Linked DNA regions of Mus musculus: region 1 is linked to region 2. A link is a contact called in public Micro-C data. All regions are on one chromosome and are shown on one strand. Each heading gives the region's core, a stretch centred on a gene start, on an enhancer-like site or on the middle of the called end of the contact. The rest is flanking DNA. Distances are from core to core; before and after follow the strand shown.

Region 1 (5,449 bases), core at 2,860-5,359, 170 kb before region 2:
CGAACCAGCTGGTGTATGCTCTTTGGTTGTTGGCTCATCTCTGGGAGCTAATAGGGGTCCAGGTTAGTTGGCAGTGCTGGCCTTCCTGTGGGGTTGCCATCATATTTAGGGCCTTCAGTCCTTCCCCTGACTCTTCCATAGGAGTCCCTGATCTCAGCCCAATGTTTGGCTGTGAGTGTTTGCATCTGTCTCAGTCAGCTGCTGGGTAGAACCTCTCAGAGGACAGCTACGTTAGGATCCTGTCTGCAAACACAACATAGAATCACTAATATTGTGAGGGATTGGTGCCTACCCATAGGATGAGTCTCAAGGTGACACGGTCACTGGTTGGCCTTTCCTTCTGTTTCTGCTCCACCTTTGTCCCTGCATTTCTTTTAGACAGGACCAGACAGATTTGGGGTTAAAAGTTTTGTAGATGAGTTGGTGTCCCCATCCCTCCACAGGGGTCCTGTCTAACTACTGCAAGTGGTCTCTTCAGGTTCCGAATCCCCAGTGTTAAGCATTTTAGCTAAGGTCACTCACATTGGCTCCCAGGAGCCTCCCCACCCCAGGTCTCTGTGACTTCCTAGAGATACCCCCATCCCCAACAGCTGCACATTTCATTCATTCCCCTGGACCTCTCAGCCTCCTCCTGTCTGTCCCCATCCCTTATCCTGTCCCCCTACTCATAGGTCCCTCCCTCCCTCTGCCTCCCCTGATTATTTTGTTCTCCCTTCTAAGTGGGATAAAGCGTCCTCACTTGGGCCTTCCTTCTTGTTCACCTTTTTTAGATCTGTGAGTTGTATAGTAGGTATTCTGTACTTTTTAGCTAATATTCACTTATCAGTGAGTACATACTATCCATGTCCCTTTGGGTCTGGGTAACCTCACTCAGGATATTTTCTGGTTCCATCCATTTGCCTGCAAAATTCATGATGTCCTTTTTAATAGCTGAATAGTATTCCATTGTATAAATGAACCACATTTTCTCTATGCATTTTTCAGCTGAGGGACGTTTGGGTTGCTTCCCGTTTCTTGCTATTATGAAGAAAGCTGCTATGAACATAGTAGAGCACATGTCCTTGTGATGTCGTGGGTCCTCATTTGGGTATATGCCTAGGAGTGGTATAGCTGGGTCTTCAGGTATAACTATTTCCAATTTTATGAGAAACTGCCAGATTGATTTCCAGAGTAGTTGTACCAGCTTGCAATCCCACCAGCAGTGGAGGAGTGTTCCTCCTTCTCCACATCCTCACCAGGATCTGCTGTCACTTGAGTTTTTGATCTTAGCCACTCTGATTGGTGTGAGATGGAATCTAAGGGTCATTTTGATTTGCATTTCCCTGATGGCTATGGATGTTGAACATTTCTTTAAGTGCTTCTTGGTCATTTGAGATTCTTTTGTTGAGAACTCTCTGTTTAGTTCCATGCCCCATTTTTAAATTGGATTGTTTGTTTTTTGGGAGTCTAACTTTCTGAATTCTTTGTATATTTTGGATATTAGCTCTCTGTCAGATGTAGGGTTGGTGAAGATCTTTTACCAATCTGTAGGCTGCTGCTTTGTTCTACTGACAGTGTCTTTTGCCTTACAGAAGCTTTTCAGTTTCATGAGGTCCCATTTATCAATTGTAGATCTTCGAGCCTGAACCATCCATGTTCTGTTCAGGCCATTTCCTACTTTCTCTATTAGATTCAGTGTATATGGTTTTATGTCCTTAGTCCATTTGGACTCCAACTTTGTTCAGGATAGTAGATATGGATCTATTTACATTCTCCTACATGCAGACAGCCAGTTAGACCAGCACCATTTGGTGAAGGTGCTTTATTTTTTCCATTGTATGATTTGGTGTCTTGGTCAAAAATCATTTCTCCCTAGGTATGCGGGTTTATTTCTGGGTCTTCAGTTCTATTCCATTGATCAACCTGTCCAGTTCTGTACTAATACCATCCAGTTTTTATCACTATTTCTTTGTACTACAGCTTGAGGTCAGGGATGGTGATTCCTCCATCCAGAGTTGTTTTTTTCTTTGTTGTTATTGTTTTTCTCTGTTTTTTTAAAAATTGATAATAATTGTTTTTGTTATCCTGTTTTTTTTTCCACATGAAGTTGAGAATTGCTGTTTCAAGGTTTGTAAAGAATTGTGTTGGAATTCGATGGGAAATGCATTGAATCTGTAGATTGTTTTTGGTAAGGTGGAACTTTTTTTTTCTTTCTGCTGTGCCCATAGTTTCTAATATCTTTCTCATAGTGTTGTAATGAGGATTAAGTAAGATAATGTGCAGGAAATTGCTTTGAAATTTACCCTAAATTGCCTTGACATGTGCCATATAATGTTATGAATATCATGTTTAAGAGGTCAATATGAAACCAGTGTTCACATAAATAAAACCTTTAGAAGTCGCTATTTACCAAATAGTTCAGCACTATCAATGTTGTCAGCTAACAATCAGCCATGATCAAATGGAATGAAAACAGACTGGCCAGGAGAAAGCAAACCTTCATGAGAGAAGCTAATGCAGCATGATGGGAGGCTGTGGTGGGAGTGTTACCCAGCAACAGTTACAGGTAAGGGTCTAGACTTTGACCCCATTCTACTCATGCCATTTGATTATGATCACAGAGTTTTGCATTCTGCTTCGCCATGCACAAAAACATCTCAAAGCCTTTTCCCAGTTGATCCTGTCATTTCTGAAGAAACCTTCTTGCAGGTTGAAATGATCCTCATTTTCTAGATTAGGATTGAGGATTAGACAGTTTCAGTGAGTTGTCTACCATTATGCTAGTTAAGATACAGAGACATCTGGGCTGGGTTCTATATAATGTGCTTTCCAGAACAGTATTCTTTTTGTAATACTCTCCTGATTCATGCAGCAAGGATGACTACAAGAGCAGCCATTGTTAGCTAGGTAGTGCTATTGTTGGGAGTGCAATAAATAAATTAGCTCATTCAACCTTGAGAGAAATCCTTGTAGGGAGAAACACCTTGAGCAGTGTCTTTGAGATTGAAGGCTGTGAACCAAGCCACACCCTTTGATGACCTTGGTTAACCCGATGTTACCTTCGGTGAGGTCACTCAGTTCTGTCATTAAAGAGTTGTCACATCTGAAGTGTGTAGGATGAGGGAGGCTGAGCCTGGAGTGGGAACAGTTTTTTTTTTTTTTTTTTTTTTTATAAAGTGTTATGATTCTAATGGAGGAAGAGAACACTCCTTGTTCATGGCAGAGATGAAAGTTTTAGCACTCTCAACAATTTGGAGTCCTGTTCTCAAAACAATAGCTCTACATTTCTTCTGTAGTAATAGCTACCTGTTGAGGTTTGTACAGAAAATGTCATATCCAAAGTTGCCTCTTTTACAACAGAGAGAGAAGATGGAGACTGAACTAGAAACCTGAAACTTTCTTTATCACTGGTAGATTAAAAAATAAATAAAAATAAACAGAGGATTTTTTCAAGGGAAAGCAAGAATCAATGGCTCTATCAATTAAGCATTCATAAATGTTATGGTATATCTCTGGTAGATACCAGAGAAGGCAGCTCAGACATATATTTAAGCCAATAGAAAGTACCAGTCAGCCGGTGCTACACTGGGGATTTAGGATGCCAGTGTAGCACTGAGCCTTTCTCAGGAGCATTTAAACACAAAAACCAGGTCCTGGGTTGACACACCTCAGGTAACAAGCACAGTTAGCCAGAAGTGAACTACAGAAGACAAAAAACAAAGGCTAGTACATTTAGAAAATCTCCTAGACTTTGACAGATTAGGCCTTTCTTTTAGTTTTGGCAGGTGGTGCTGGGGGGTGGGGGGTGGCGGTGAATTTTACAGACTGAATGGTACTTCAGTCATGGAGTCAGTTTTGCTAAGGTCTGGTGGCCTTCTAATGTCTGGAGCTCTGTTACAATAAAGATAATGAAAGTTAAAGAAATAAACTATAGAGATTTCATTGACGCCTTCATGAGGGCAAAGGTCATAGCCTACACTAATAGCAATTTTCCAAAGGTATTTAATAGAGAAGAGAAGCCATTGAGATAGTTGTTCTTCTGTTTTTAAACCCCTTGCTTTTATAGCACTGGGATCTCAGCCATGGGAAATACACATGACACATCAGGTGACTCAAGCTAGCCTGATGATTCATGTCTTTTCTGGCAGTAGAAAGCTGAGAATTGTACACCCTTTCACCCAGCATAATGTCATGCTGAAGATAGATATCTGATTTGCAGAAACAATAGGTTATTGTTTTTTTATTATTAATGGTACACTATATTTCCATTGTAGAAGGCTTTGTGTTGTGTGTGTGTGGTGTATGTGTGTGTGTGTGTAGTATGTGTGGTATGTATGTGTATGTTTTTGTGAATAGTATGCATATATATATATATATATATATATATATATATATATATATACATAGTGTGTGTGTGTGTGTGTGTGTGTGTGTGTTGTGTATTTGTCTGTAGTGTATGCCTGGGGTATGTATGTGGTATATATACGTGTATGTGTGTTACGTGTGTATTTGTGTGAGATGTGTGTCTGTGGTATATGTTTATACAGGGTGATGTAAGTGGTTTATGATGTCTGTGTTATGTGTTTTGCATGAAGTGTGTATATGTTTGTGTGTGTGGTATATGTATGTGTGTATATGTGTGTGGTGTATGTATGTGTACGGGGGTGTGTTTGTGCTAATGATGTATGTCTAGCTAATCAGTGGTAAGGTAGAACTGATGTGTGTTATAGATAAGAAAAGACTAGTCGCTCTCTACATTAGGAATAATTTTCATTCCACTGGTTCCATTATTTAAGTTCTCCAAGGGCACAGTTTTCCTCCTTGCTTGCAGCATTTCTGAGAAATCAAAGCAGCTGACTAATCATATTTTGAAATGTCCTTTTCTTTGACAGTAGAGGAAAGACAAGGAAAGAAAAAAGCAAGAGGAGATTTTCCACTAGAAAGACCCCCCTCCCCACCCCGCTCTGAAGTTCCTGACAAAGACCTTCTCATGAGCAAGGTACATTGTGGTGTCAGAGATAGACTGATAGCCAAGGTCAGTCATGTTGAGTCTTCAGAGTGAATTTGAATTTAAAAAAAAAGAAAGAAAATAAATATTAGCCTCTTTTGGCTGCTGTGAAAATATACCATATGCTGGGGCTTTTGTCAGCAGTCTTATTTCTATTTTCTTATTTGTCTTTTTTTGTGGAGGTTAGAAATCCATCCCGGGGTGTCAACAAGGCAGGTTCTCTTGAGTATTCCTCTCCTGTAGCTATCAATCACCACCCTATGTGCCATCTCTTGGTCCTCAGCATGTGAGCATAGGTTGACTCAGAGTGAGGTCTGGTGTGTCCTCTTCTAAGGGCACAAATTCTATCACGGAAACCCCATCCTCATGATGTCACCAAGACTGATAATCCCTTTAAGGCTCTACCTTCAACTATTCTCATATTGGGTATTTAGCATATGAACTTGGAGGCAACAGAATGCA
Region 2 (4,864 bases), core at 1,142-3,641:
ATATATCCAGAAGATGTTCCAACTGGTAATATGAACACATGCTCCACTATGTTCATAGCAGCCTTATTTATAATAGCCAGAAGCTGGAAAGAACCCAGATGTCCTTCAGCAGAGGAATGGATACAGAAAATGTGGTACATTTACACAATGGAGTACTACTCAGCTATTAAAAGCAATGACTTCATGAAATTTGGAGGCAAATGGATGGAACTAGAAATTATCATCCAGAGTGAGGTAACCCAATCACAAAAGAACACACATGGTATGCACTCACTGATAAGTAGATATTAGCCCAAAAGCTCGGAATATCCAAGATACAATTCACAGACCACATGAAGCTCAAGAAGAAGGAGGACCAAAGTGTGGATGCTTCAGTGCTTCTTAGAAGTGGGAACAAAATACCCATGAAAGGAGTTACTGAGACAAAGTTTGGATCGAAGACAAAAGGATGGACCATCTAGAGACTATCCCACCCGGGGATCCATCCCATAATCAGCCACCAAACCCAGACACTATTGCATATGCCAGCAAGATTTTGTTAAAGGGACCCTGATATAGCTGTCTTGTATGAGGCTATGCCAGTGCCTGGCAAATACAGAAGTGGATTCTCACAGTCACCTATAGGATGGAACACAGGGACCCCAATGGAGAAACTAGGGAAAGCACCCAAGGAGCTGAAGGGGTCTGCAACCCTATAGGTAGAACAACAATATGAACTATCCAGTACCCCCAGAGCTCGTGTCTCTAGCTGCATATGTAGCAGAAGACGGCCTAGTCAGCCATCATTGGGAAGAGAGACCCCTTGTTCTTGCAAACTTTATATGCCCTAGTACAGGGGAATGCCAGGGCCAAGAAGTGGAAGTGGGTGGGTAGGGGTTCAGGGCAGGGGGGGTATAGGGAACTTTTGGGATAGCATTTGAAATGTAAATAAAGCAATTATCTAAGGAAAAAAAAAGAAAAAAAAAAGAAAGAAAATGTCAGCTAACCTAAGCCAAGTAGATACTCAAAAAAAAAAAAAAAAAGATTAAAAAAACCTTATCAGTTGTTTTCAGAATGACATGCTAATTACAAGTCATTGGGTGTTCCATAGTACAAATAGCTATAATTCGTCTTTTTTGTCATTTATTTATTTACACCACAGATTTTATTCCTTCCCTCCACCCCATCCACCCTCCAACTGTTTCACATCGCAGACCTCCTCCTCAGCCCCTTGTTTCCATGAGGATGTGCTCACCCACACTCCCACCAGACCTCTAAACTCCCTGCAGCCTCCAGTCTCATGGGGGTTAGGTGCATCTTTCTCTGATTGAACTTAGACACGACAGTCCTCTGCTGTATGTGTGTTGGGGGCCTCATATCATCTGGTGTATGCTGCCTGGTTGGTGGTCAAGTGTCTGAGCAATCTCAGAAGTCCAGGTTAATTGAGAATGTTGGTCCTCCTACAGGGTTGCTCTCCTCCTCAACTTCTTCCAGCCTTTCCCTAATTCAACAACTACTGTATTCCAACAAAAGGAATTAAGTTTTTCTCCATTATGAAAACTATGTAAGAAAGCAAATTTTCATTTGGAAACAAAATAGCATCATCATGAGTGCCACCAGATGCCTCTCATATAGACTGGGATCACCTCAGGAGTCTTGTGTCTTACTAATCATGACTTATGCCTCCATGCTGCAAAGAATCATTTCAATGTGTGGAGGGTTTCTTTTAGTCAGTCATAAAAGTGACACAGTCATTAAAGCCTGCAGACCACAACAGCAAAGGTTTTGACTTTTGAAAAGAAAATGATTTTTTTTGAAATTGAAATTATTATTCTTATAAAATTGGTAATTATGATCATTAAAGAAATAGAGAAATAAGCCATCATCTGTGATCTGAGTCTTCTGACTCTTGCTCCAATTTTAATAATGAAACTATCTGCCTATAAAACTTTTTCATAGACTCTGCTAGTCAGAGTCTAACACAGAACTTTCAAAGATTTTTATACTAACCAAAGCTCTACTAACCAAAGAGATTCTACTAATGAAAGTTTGGGTTTGGGAGAAAAAAATCATTTAAGAGGCAAGCACACTAAGGTTTTACTTATATAAAACTTATATATACTTATATATAAGGTTTTACTATAGGAAGCTTCTTTTATTTATCTTGGAAATCAAGACCACAGCTTTACAGGAGTAGAGTTTGAAGAGAACCTGTGAATTCATTCTCTCCAAACACAAGCCCTATATGATCTCATTCCAGGGACAAAAACCTTATGGTCAGCTTTATTGGAAATAACTTTTGCAAAAGATGACCTTTAATCCTAGGTTTTATTACTGTCAAGATCTGCGACTTCATTGTGTGACCTGATTGTGTCCTCCCATGTGACTGACAGTCTATCCCATGTCAAGATGATTTGCACATTCACACAATTGACCCCAAGGAATGAATAACAGATGACTCAGTCCAAACCCATGCCTACTCCTGGAAAATGTGGCTCACGAATGCATTCTTTATTCAGAGATATTTTGTAGCGTTTTATAGGAAGGAGGTCGGCATATTACTTGAGAAAAGATTCATGTCACATTTTGTTTAAAGATTTGTTTCACTATTTCAGAGTCACACTTCAGTAGGCCGGAGTATAATAGCTTTTTCTTGGCCCTTGAAATGATTCCTTCCCTTGTGCTTCTTGGAGAATTGAAATGAGTTGTTCACAGACACCTGTGAGCATTAAGGAAAAATGACCCAGTTCTTGAATAGTGCCAATATTTCCTTCTTAGTCATTCTTATCAGGGTAAGTGGAAGCCATTTCTCTGCAAGAAACTCTACTGAACATTCTTTCTGTCAGGTCACACACTCAAGCCTGATCAGCCTCTGGTTTCACTGAGGCATCTTTATACGGAAGTGTCTCCTTCTTTCTCTCCCACCGGCACTACTACTGTGATAGTTGATCTGTTTTTATTCCATAGAAGTCCGTGTTCCTTTTCACCCCTTACTAGGATCTGTGTGGTTCATCTGGACCCTTACTTTAAGATTTACCATAGGAAGACTGGAGAGGCAGCTCAGCAGTTAAGCACACTTATTGCTCTTGCAGAAGGCCTGGGTTTGGGTCTCAGCTCACGACAACTAGTAACTCCAGCTCTAGGGGATCTGGTGTCCTTTTCTGGCCTCACTGGCACCAAGCACACATGTGGTGCACATATGCACATGGAGGCACTGATGCATGGGCATAAAATAAAAATATTAAATCCTTAAAAAACCCTTTACACTGAAGATACCCAGTCTAGTGCTGAAAAATAGATATAAGTACGACGGTAACAATGACTAATAAAAACTGAGACCACGAATTTGAAAGAAAGCAAGGGAGAGTATGTGGGAGGGTTTGGAGGAAGAAAAGGAGGGAAGAAATCATGTAATTATATCATAATCTAGAGGTAAATATGCAATCTTGGGGCTGAAGGATATGGGTCATTCTGTAAAATGTCTTTTGTGCAAGCCCGAGGCCTGACTTTGGGTGGATGATACTCAAGTAAAAGAAGGTACACAGCTCCTATGTACATAACACAAGTACACACACACACACAATCACACACACACACACACTATACACACACACACTATATACACACACACACACACACATACTAAGAATAAATAGGTAGCTTAAGGTCATTTGAACACAGAGTAGCTAACCTAAGACTGGTTGCTACATATGCCAGATATGGTTGTAATTTTTTACACATATTAACCCACTTAAACTACAATATTTTCCAGAAAAATGTGTTACGAATACCTCCATTTACAAGTGGAGAAACCAAGGAAGAACAGGGTTTCATAATATGTTAAAAGTTTCCTAGGTAGTATATTGTAAACCAGGTCAGGTCCATATATATATGTATATAATATATTATATGTATATTTGTAAAATTTGCAAGACTTGAAAGGCATGTTTTCAAGAAACACTGATTAATACAGTCTACTCCATAGACAATATGTTGTGCTAGTCTTTGGAATTTCATTAATCTGAAAATTTCTATATAAAGACCATTAAAATTTGTAGTTTCTTTTCATGGAAAGAAAAAAAAAAGAGACAAATCTACAAAACCATTTTCTCTCTAATTGAGCTCAAATCAGCAGCCATACATCCTAAAAGTGTTAAGTTATGTTATTTTTGAGAAATGATGTGACATGCCCTAGATTTCAAATGCAGATGCTGCAGACAACCGAGTAAATTTCTGAATCAAAATCGCTATATAGGACATTAACAGGCAGGAACTGGGGTGGAGAGGCAGTACCCAGCTCTGTGGTTGGGATCCTGTCTGGAATACTGCCACCTAGCGATGCTAGTCCGTCATCTGCCCCCTCTTCGGAAGAATGCTCCTCACTGTGGCTTCTTCCCCCCTTCGCAGATATCCTAGTAACGGATTGTTCCTGCAGGGTTTTAAGGCCACCCACCCATGCTTTATAAACATAATTTACAAAGGAGGACAGACCGGTAGGATTGTGAAAGAGAGGGAGATGAACAGCAGAGGATTTATCAAGAACTCGTAAGCGCCCAACAGTCATGTAGATTGAAGAGAGGAGAAAAGCATGGAAATTAAGAATAACGGAAATAGGGTGAATAAAAAAATATTCGAAGAGAAGACGAGATGAGGAGGGATTTCTTCTTGTTGTTGTCTTGTTGTAAAATGAGAAATAGAAGTTAAAAAGTGGAATTATGAAGTTAGTAAACAAACAAACAAACAAACAAAAAAACCATAGGGACAAATACCAGTACGTATAAAGAATGACAGAAGAAAGCAGCCGAATAAACTTAGCTATTAATGAGAAGACTTGAAGGTCTCTTTTTAAAAAACAATAAAAGCAAAGTGTCACATTGGTTTCTCT

Evidence for each region. Hi-C and Micro-C count contacts between places; a contact is called where the count stands out from the background.
Region 1: a Micro-C map of the HL-1 cell line shows a contact between it and region 2, with 2.2 times the contacts expected there. The contact joins two enhancer-like sites. A contact is called at or near these places in 7 of 484 Hi-C or Micro-C datasets (the HL-1 cell line, the NIH/3T3 cell line, embryonic fibroblasts and 4 more).

The regions. Positions count from the first base shown.
Region 1 is chr10:98,666,566-98,672,014 of GRCm38.p6, reverse strand. No RefSeq gene overlaps it. Among named protein-coding and RNA genes, the nearest start is that of Gm34297, 130 kb to the right of the region's middle. Within about 2 kb of position 4,109, at least 42 of the 459 cell types and tissues checked have an H3K27ac peak or open chromatin away from gene starts, as enhancers often do. A contact at or near this core is called in the HL-1 cell line and pancreatic cancer cells, where this site is marked.
Region 2 is chr10:98,494,003-98,498,866 of GRCm38.p6, reverse strand. No RefSeq gene overlaps it. Among named protein-coding and RNA genes, the nearest start is that of Gm34297, 41 kb to the left of the region's middle. Within about 2 kb of position 2,391, at least 20 of the 459 cell types and tissues checked have an H3K27ac peak or open chromatin away from gene starts, as enhancers often do. A contact at or near this core is called in the HL-1 cell line and pancreatic cancer cells, where this site is marked.